2 separate regions of the Mus musculus genome follow, and region 1 is linked to region 2. The links are chromatin contacts, called in public Hi-C maps. All regions are on one chromosome and are shown on one strand. Each heading gives the region's core, a stretch centred on a gene start, on an enhancer-like site or on the middle of the called end of the contact. The rest is flanking DNA. Distances are from core to core; before and after follow the strand shown. Region 1 holds the start of Elovl4 (elongation of very long chain fatty acids (FEN1/Elo2, SUR4/Elo3, yeast)-like 4). Region 2 has its middle 36 kb from the start of Gm39386.

Region 1 (4,419 bases), core at 1,358-3,857, 45 kb before region 2:
AGGAGGAAAGAGCCATAAGGATATGTGCAGGTTTGGGGATAGACATGAGTTGTTAAGTCAAGAGAGTTGCTAGGTCTCTCACATTTAATGAGTCCAACTAAAAGCAATTGCTAGCATCGTTTGGTTTGAAAATTCTTCTATCATTCATATACTTCAGCTCATCACTCCTAATCTGTTTCCATACATCCCTAGGCATGGGCGCAGTCTAGCCAACTTCACTTTACTTCCGTTTTCAGTGCTGTTCTTATTTCTCTCTGCAACATCACCAGAATGTCCCATACTGTCTGTGCTTCTACTGCTGGTGACCTCTTAGGTATAAAGATATGCAGTCTTTCCTCCCCATGCTCTCTCTGCTGCTCCAACAGTTCCTGGGAAAACCTCAATTTTATAGCTAACCCTTGAAGCTCTTCCAGTCTCTACCCATTACCCCACTTCAAAGCTGCTTCTTTTCAAAAGACTAAGTAACTTGTAGAGAATACAGATTTATTTCTTACAGTATAAAACTAGGAAGCCTATATTCAAGGCACTAGATCTAGTGAGGGTGCTTTTGTTTCCTGCATCATTCCATGGTAAAAAAAGTAGACGACTAAGAAGTATTTATTCTGAGAGACCAAACTCACAATTTAAAATGCTTTGCGCTGGGCAGTGGTGGCACACACCTTTAATCCCAGCACTTGGGAGGCAGAGGCAGGTGTATTTTAGAGTTTGAGGCCAGCCTGGTCAAAAAAATAAAAAAGCTTTGCTACTTAATCTATTTATGAAAGGGGAGCCCTCATGATCCACACCACTCCAAGTAGGTCTCAACTCTCTACCTTGCTGTATTGGGGATTGAGATCCAACAACACATGAACTTCTAGGGATGTTTTCAAACCATAGACGCAAGCTTTGGTTCTGTGTGATTATTGGTATCTGTAAACTACTTGTGAATTAAGCAATATTAAGTAATGGACTGTAATCTTCACACCAAGTAATAGAGCTCAAGGGTGGATACATCCTAAGACTGTTTCTTCTTATGTGCTTGAACAGCTCCTAAGTATAAATAAAAATGACTATGCCCCCAAGTAAGGCAGAGAAAATGTTAACAATATAGTTGCCATTTCTAACTTAACATTGATGGGGCTTGTCTATGATTTCCTTATGTGACAGGCGCCCCCTAGTGAACAAGGAACTCAAACTGACCTCCACTGTAGAAGAGAGGCTCCAAGAAAATTCTTGAATAAAGCTGCCTTAATGATTCCACATTATATTAAATAAGCAAAGACGGTGACATTTTGTGAGGTGAGGGTAGGAATCTGTTCTCCATCATAAAAACATCCAAGACTCCAAGACAATACAGAGGTAGCAACCAATACCATAAGCAAAGGGAAACCTAACTCATACTCACATTAACAAAGGAAATGAAATTTGACTAGAATTCTTTGTAGTTACTAGATTCGTAACTAGGAATTGAGGTGTAAGAAATTCTTTAATTTGAGAAACTTCATTCTGGCAAGCAGATTTGACAAATTAATAAATCATATCATTTGGTTGATTTCAGAATAAAGCATGTAAAGAAGGCTGTGGGGGTCTGAGTTATATAGCAAATCAGTTACCTTTAATTAGCCTTCCTCGCCGAAGCTCTCTCTACTTAAACAACTCCCACTATGCTCTGAAGTGATGTGCGTTATAATTTTGTCACCATAAATATTTATGACTTGCTATTTATAGCACAGAGTTAGGGCTCAGGTAGTACTCATGTTAACAACGTTGAGCATTTGACTCAGTGACCTCTAAAATAAGCATTCTAAATCAGTCAAGTGGAGAAAAAAAGCCGAAACAAAAGTGGATGGCACATCTGAATAAAACGCATATGAACTTGTTATTGGACCATTCACTGAAATCTTGCTTTATGTCAGAAACTATAAAAATGGCATAGTGTGATTTTGTTGCTGCAGTTATTGTTGTTGCTATTTATTCATAGAGACTGCTTTCTTCTCACAAGTCAACTGCTCTTTTTCTCCTCAGCATCACCCTTTCAGATTGACCTGAATCTCATGTGGTGCAAGTGGACTCTTTTAGCCTATTCTTATGGCTCCATCCTCTCTGAACTACCAATAGCCTAATTTGGTACAATTATATTGCTTTGATCGGCCAGTGTCGCTGTTTTCAATACTCACAAGGATTTAACTACATGCTAATAATATTTACGGGGTGACCACAGACTACTCTCCTTTGCCGCTGCTTAAGACAAATGGCATTCCTTTACAGTGAAACCACCCGCATTTCCTTGTCTGGGTGACAAGCACGTGCCACAGGCGAAGACAGCAAAAGCACATGTGATGGAGGTGAATGATAGGCAAGAACCAGAAATGCATCGCGTACTTCATCTTTGCCCACAAACTCCCACTTTTTCCCGTCCGGTTTCCCACGTTGCATCCGGCAGAACAGAGGTAACCGTGGGCAGGAAGGCAGGGGAGGAGGACTGGGTACGAGGTGTCCCCCTGCGGCGTTCCTGTGGCCCAGGTGGTGGCCCGGGGCTGGCCTTAGCGCGCCTGCGCAAGCCGGCCACCACTCGCGACCGCAGCATCCCCGCGCCCGGGGCGAGAGGAGGCGCCGCCCCGCCCCGCGCGGCCACGTGATGCGGGCGAGGGGATTGGAGCTGCGGCAGCGCGCGGCGACAGAGAGGAGCAGCGCTGGGCGCTCGTGGCTGGTCCTCCTCCTCCTCCGCCCTCCGGCTTCTTGTCTCTGCTGTTCGCCGCTGCTCTCCGCCTGCATCCCCAGTCGCGGCGCCTGGAGGAGGAGGAGACGCCGCTGCCAGCAGGGTTCCCGCCGCAGTCGCCCACGGTCCATCGGAGCCTCTCTTCTCGCCGCTGCTCGTACCTCTCCTCGCCAAGATGGGGCTGCTGGACTCAGAGCCCGGCAGCGTCCTGAACGCGATGTCCACGGCATTCAACGACACCGTGGAGTTCTATCGCTGGACCTGGACCATTGCAGGTACAGGCGAGGGGCCTCACCCATCTCCTCTGGGTGTTCCTTGGGCTGCCCACGGCTCAGACGCCAGTCCCCGGCTTCAGCGCTAGGCAAGGCCCTGCGCCCCCTACCCAGCGCCTTGAGGCTGTTGGGGGCGCTCGGGTCCCCGCAGATGCGGCGCCGCGGACCTCGCGGTTGTGCACTGGTTAATCAGATGAGACTCTCAAGGCGTACTCCCCCCCACCCCCCATCCCCTCAACACTCCCATCTCTTCAGCTCCGCGAATGCAGGAGCTGACTTAACCAGATGCTACCAGTGCAGCCAAGGAACCACCCTGCCCTGACGCCCGCATTTCCCGAGCTCGCCTATTATCTTATGCACTGGTACTCCTTATAGAGCGATAGGCCTGGAGGCGGACGAGGGCTGCGACTATACCTGTCTCTCCGCTACTTCAGCTTCCTTGAAGACTTTGACAAACCACTCATTATCTTCTTCCATTTAGCTAACCTCTTTGTAGTATAATTTCGACTGAAAAGTAAAATAACATTATTTAGCTTCTTGAAGAACGTTAGTTTTTTTGTGGTTTCCCAGTAGCAAATCTGTTAGGCTACCCTCTGCGAGAGCTTTGCGCAGTGCAGTGCCGTCAGGGGGAGGGGAAAGAAGGCAGGCTTTGGGCTGGGGGTCTCCGCAGCAGCACCTAGAGGATGGCTCAGAAGCCTGCATAAGCATAAGTACAGTGTACTGAAATTAGCGAACTTTCCCTTCAGCTGTTGAGTTTGCAGAGCAGGGCTGTCATTGAGTGACTTAGTTTTCCTAGCAGAAGTAATTGTAACATAAATGTTCACGTTTTAACATTTCTTCACTTGCTTTGTTGCTTTAAAAAGTTTCCGAGACCTTAAACGTTAAGTTTAAAGGATCCCAGGGAATAGTTTGGGGCTTTAAATTTGTGTTGTGTGTTTGCAGTGTGACCCTGTATTCTAGCAACGGAGGATGTTAGCAATATAGGTTATGATGGCTGTCTTCTTTAGAAGTGAAAAGTTTCTTCTTTAGTTTTTTGTGTTCTGTTGCTAGGGCAATCGAGACAGTGGGTTATATATAGCTTGATACAGAATGACATTTGATGTATGTGCTGTGAACAAAATGCTTGCTGGAATTGTTTCTGTATGAGACAAACGCTTTTTCGACCTGGAGGCTTCGATGACTTGTTTTAAAACGCGCGATATTTCTCAGGAGATCAAACATCTGACCGTAGGAGAGCCAGTAGTTCCCAAGCCGCGAAGCTGGCGGTGGTTTAAAGGCAGTTGTCCAGGAACGACTCTTTCTTGAGCTTTACTTTAATGCTATCACACTGATACCTGCAATACCCGGGGAAGAAGCACCCTTCCCTTCATCTCTGCGATACTGGTGGGAACATTGCATCAGAGCTTCCCCTTACACAATTGCACAGAGCCGAACATCAGACAAGCTGGC
Region 2 (4,565 bases), core at 2,032-4,531:
TTGGTGGTTACTCCCAGCCAGAGGTGTGAACCAAGAGCTCACCATTCTAACTAGCTTGCAGTCCACTTTGCTATGGGAATCTCCTGTTTGTGCCTCCCAAGAGCTGGGATGAGGGTGGTCTCTAAACCTGCCCGGCTTCTGTGTGCTTCCTCAGGGTCTCACCATCAGTCTTCATCTTGCACAGTAGGTTCTTTATCAGATGAACCATCTCTCGACCTGGGGTTTTTTTTTTTTTCCTAACTTTTTTTTTTTTTTTTTGTCTTTTTGAGACAGGGTTTCTCTGTGTAGCCCTGGCTGTCCTGGAACTTTGTAGACCAGGCTGGCCTCGAACTCAGAAATCCACCTGTCTCTGCCTCCCGAGTGCTGGGATTAAAGGCGTGCACCACCATGCCCTGCTCTAACATTTTTTTTAATTGGAGAATTTTTCAAAAATTTTCTTGTGCACTTAGTTGCCTTTGTTTCCTCTAGGGTCTGAGGCAACTCCATCCCTACACACACACACACACACACACACACACACACCCCAAACACTCCGACCAAAACAACTCATAGAAGAAAGATTAATTGGTTTTCCAGTTCCGCAGAATATAGTTCCCACTACAGAAGAGGGCATAGTTCCCACTGTAGAAGATACAGATTTTATAGTTCCAGAGGATATAGTTCTCACTATGGAAGAATAAAGCCATGGTGTCAGGAGCAGCTGAGATTTCACATCTTGAACTGCAAACACTAAGCTGAGAGTGAACTTAAAATGGTCTTCAAACTGTCAAAGCTCACCTCCAGTGACACACCTCCATAAAGGTCACAGCTCCTATACCTCCCCAAACAGTGCCACAAACTGGGGACCAAGTATTCAAATGACTGAGACTATGGGAAGGCATCTCATTCAAACCATTGCATATACAAACCCTCATCCTCACCGTTATTCTTTGAGAGGGTCACAGAAAGTAAAAGTTAATTGATGTAATGAATTTTATGGCTAAGGGTGGTAACCGGGAAGTGATGGTTGAGCTGTATAAAATTTGAGTATAAAATTTCTCAAATCCAGATGCTCTGCCAGAGCCTGACAAATACAGAGGAGGAAGCTCACAGCCAACCATTGGACTGAGCTTGGGGGTTCCTGATGGAGGAGTTAGAGAAGGGACTGAAGGAGCTGAGGGGGTTTGCAGCCCCACGGAGGAAGCAACAGTGTCAACTGGCCAGACCCCCAACCCCTAGAGCTCCCAAGGACTGGACCACCAACCAAAGAATACACATGGAGCAACCCATAGTGCTGGACACATATGTGGCAGAGGATGGCCTTGTTGGACATCAGTGGGAGGAGAGGCCCTTGGGCCTGAGGGTGTTCGATGTCCCAGTGCAGGGGAATGCCAGGGTGGGAGGATGGGAGTGGGTAGATGGGGGGAGCACCCTCATAAAGGCAGGGGGAGGGTGATGGGATAGGAGGTTTCCGAAGGGGAGACCTGGAAAGGGGAAAACATTTGAAATATAAATAAAGAAAATATCTGAAACAAAAAACAAAACAAAACAAAACAAAAAAACCCACCATTTACTCAGAGTTAGGAATATGGCTTAGTGTGTCAGGGTGGTTCCAGCCAACTCTAACCACTTGAGTTCATTCCCAGGGATTCACATGGTAGAAAGAAAGAACAAACTCCCACAGACTTTCTTCTGATATGCCCATTGTGTTCTGTGGCATGGTTGAGGCCCCACTTACAGAGACTGAACAAGTTAGCTAAAATTACCTGTTTGCTCCAAATAAAATAAAATAAAATAAAATAAAATAAAATAAAATAAAATAAAATTCTCAAGTCCTTTTTTTCAGCGAACAACTCACGTCTGACAGCTCATCAGTCTTGGATTTGAGGACCGTGGAAGAAAAACTCAATACCTCTTCCACAACATCTCTCTTCATGTGATTTTTTTTTTTTTTTTTTTTTTTGTGGTTCAACAACGTAAAGATCTACATTCATCTTATCAAATGTTATTGAAACGTATCTGTTGTGATTCCTTTATATTCTTCCCATTAACACGGGTTTTGACATTTTGCTTATCTTTAGTATATATTTAACAGGACTATCAGAGGTTAGACATTCAAGAGGTGAGCTTGCCTGTTATCCAAAATCAGAAAACTTGTTGATATTTTCTCAAAACAAAACTGAAAGCATTTTTTTTAAAGTCTAGAGACTCCTGTCTGAGCTTTGTTACTTAGATGAAACCTGGAACAAGTTACTAAATCCTTCTGGGTCTGTTGCTTTATATATAAAATGAGGCTAATAATATCTAACTGAATACAAGAAAATTAAATAAAACGGTATACATAGTCTTTAGTTTGTATCTAACTCAGAGTTGCACAGAACATGACAATTTTTGCATTTTCTCAGTATCTTCTTAAAAGTCCTACCTCTCCTGCATTTGGTAAAAGAGTTTTATTATTATTTCGTGATTTATTTTATAACAGTTCTGGGGAAAGTTTTGTGCTTTGCATGGCTATTATTCAGTAATTTTCAAAAGTGAATTATTGCTCTAGGCCATTTTCTACTTGTAAATTATTCACAACTGTCCTTAAGTTCAATTCCAAAAATGGTTATATTACCTAGTTGCAGCAAAAAATTGACTACTCACTGCATATTTAGGTTAATATTGGGATGTTTTCCCTTGATGTCTATTTATAGCTTAAAGCATACTTTTGAAGGAGTTTTGCTGTACTGAGAAAATGATAGAAACTCTTCTGGTGAATTGATCTAGTAAAAGTATAATTAATATTTTAAAAGGTAATATATGCATCATATGTATTAACTACCCCTTAGAAGACTGGTTGCGTTGTTGCTTATATAACATACTACATTATGTCATCATCAAATAGTTACAAAAAATGCTATGATGATATGATTTGATGCTTCCTTGGAAAACACACACACACAGACACATACACACACTGCAAATACAAAATTTGATTCGCTTAGAAAAACTCTCCAGTTAAGGGGTAACTGAGTCATTAATTGTACCTCTGAAGTTCTGACACTGTTTACTGTAGATTAATGGACTAAACTTTAAATTTTGGCAAAGAAAATCTCTATAGGAAGACATTATTACTTACGTACTTAAGTTTATTTAATAGCAGAATAAACCTAAAGAAGTTTTGGTATTGGCTTTTACAGATTTATAGAAGGAGTTAATGTGCACTCCTTGTGAGATGGGGGAGGGGGTAGAAGAGCAGAAAAGATAATCAGATTAAGGGCTCACTGTCAGACACTGTGACAATAATAGAAATTAATGACTGTAAATCCTAAGGGGCCTGCCATAGATCCCTAGCCTAAACAACAGTACTAATACCATGCCCTTCGCTCTATGCATCTCCAAACCTCTTTCTGTTTCAGTATTAGGACCTCAGACACATTTATTAGCTGTTCATAGTATTGTGTGCGTCAGCTGCTTGAGAAACCAAGGCAGGAGGATCACCTGAGCGCAGAGCTTTCAGATCAGCCTTGAGACTTTGCCTCAACATTTTTTATTAATTGGGGGAGCACAGATAGCTCAGTGTTTAAAACCCAAGTTGAATCTTAGCTCATAACTACATGTAACCCTGAGAGCACCTGCATTCACGTGTACATATTCACATACACACACATAGACACTAGCAGGGTGGTGGTGGCACACACCTTTAATCCCAACACTGCAGAGGCAGAGGCAGAGAGGCAGAGAGGCAGAGAGGCAGAGAGGCAGAGAGAGAGGCAGAGAGAGAGGCAGAGAGGCAGAGAGAGAGGCAGAGAGGCAGAGAGAGAGAGGCAGAGAGGCAGAGAGAGAGGCAGAGAGGCAGAGAGGCAGAGAGGCAGAGAGGCAGAGAGGCAGAGAGAGAGGCAGAGAGGCAGAGAGGCAGAGAGGCAGAGAGGCAGAGAGGCAGAGAGGCAGAGAGGCAGAGGCAGGCCAGCCTGGTCTACAGAGTGAGTTTCAGGTGAGGCAGGGCTACACAGAGAAACCCTGTCTTGAAAAGTAAACAAAATAAAAGGAATCTTTAAAAGGGCTAACAATTATTTCAACAAAATTATACTATGGGTCTTATTACTGGTATACTGAATTTCTTTGAAGTCACATGCAAAATTTTTATTATAAATATTCTTAAAAACAGACATCAATTTTTTAGAGTAATTTCAGGTTCCAGGAGGAAAACTGAGCAGAGATCATAGAGGATCCACAAACCATCTGCCCCGCGCCATGACTTTTGCTGATTTTAACACAGTAATACAAGTTCCAGATGGCATTTGGGCTCACTCTAGGTGTTATATAAACCCCACGGTCACAATAGATTCAGTCCCTGGGAGCTCTTTGTGACACACCTCTCTTCCTCTAACGCTGGCCACTACTCATCTTTTGGCTGTCCCCATGTGTGTACCTTTTGCAGAATGAATATTCTATTTGCTGGAATCACATTGTGCCTTTTCAGTTAGTGTGTGTTTGTGTTCGTGAGCGCGCGCGCGTGCGTGCGTGCGTGCGTGCGTGTATGTGTGTGTGTGTAAGACCTCTTACATGTTTTCTCAGGGCTTGAGGGCTACTTCTTTATCATT

Evidence for each region. Hi-C and Micro-C count contacts between places; a contact is called where the count stands out from the background.
Region 1: a Hi-C map of rod photoreceptor shows a contact between it and region 2, with 2.7 times the contacts expected there. The contact joins the promoter of Elovl4 here to the enhancer-like site in region 2. A contact is called at or near these places in 1 of 39 promoter capture datasets (macrophages), 2 of 484 Hi-C or Micro-C datasets (epidermal suprabasal cells and rod photoreceptor), 1 of 115 datasets of contacts at active chromatin or transcription factors (embryonic stem cells) and 2 of 9 other capture datasets (liver and pancreatic islet).

Annotation. Positions count from the first base shown.
Region 1 is chr9:83,804,493-83,808,911 of GRCm38.p6, reverse strand. It overlaps Elovl4 (elongation of very long chain fatty acids (FEN1/Elo2, SUR4/Elo3, yeast)-like 4), which reads left to right and starts at 2,607. Exons shown (of 6, transcript NM_148941.2): 1 at 2,607-2,973. The coding sequence starts at 2,874.
Region 2 is chr9:83,760,222-83,764,786 of GRCm38.p6, reverse strand. No RefSeq gene overlaps it. Among named protein-coding and RNA genes, the nearest start is that of Gm39386, 36 kb to the right of the region's middle. Within about 2 kb of position 3,281, at least 3 of the 459 cell types and tissues checked have an H3K27ac peak or open chromatin away from gene starts, as enhancers often do. A contact at or near this core is called in rod photoreceptor, where this site is marked.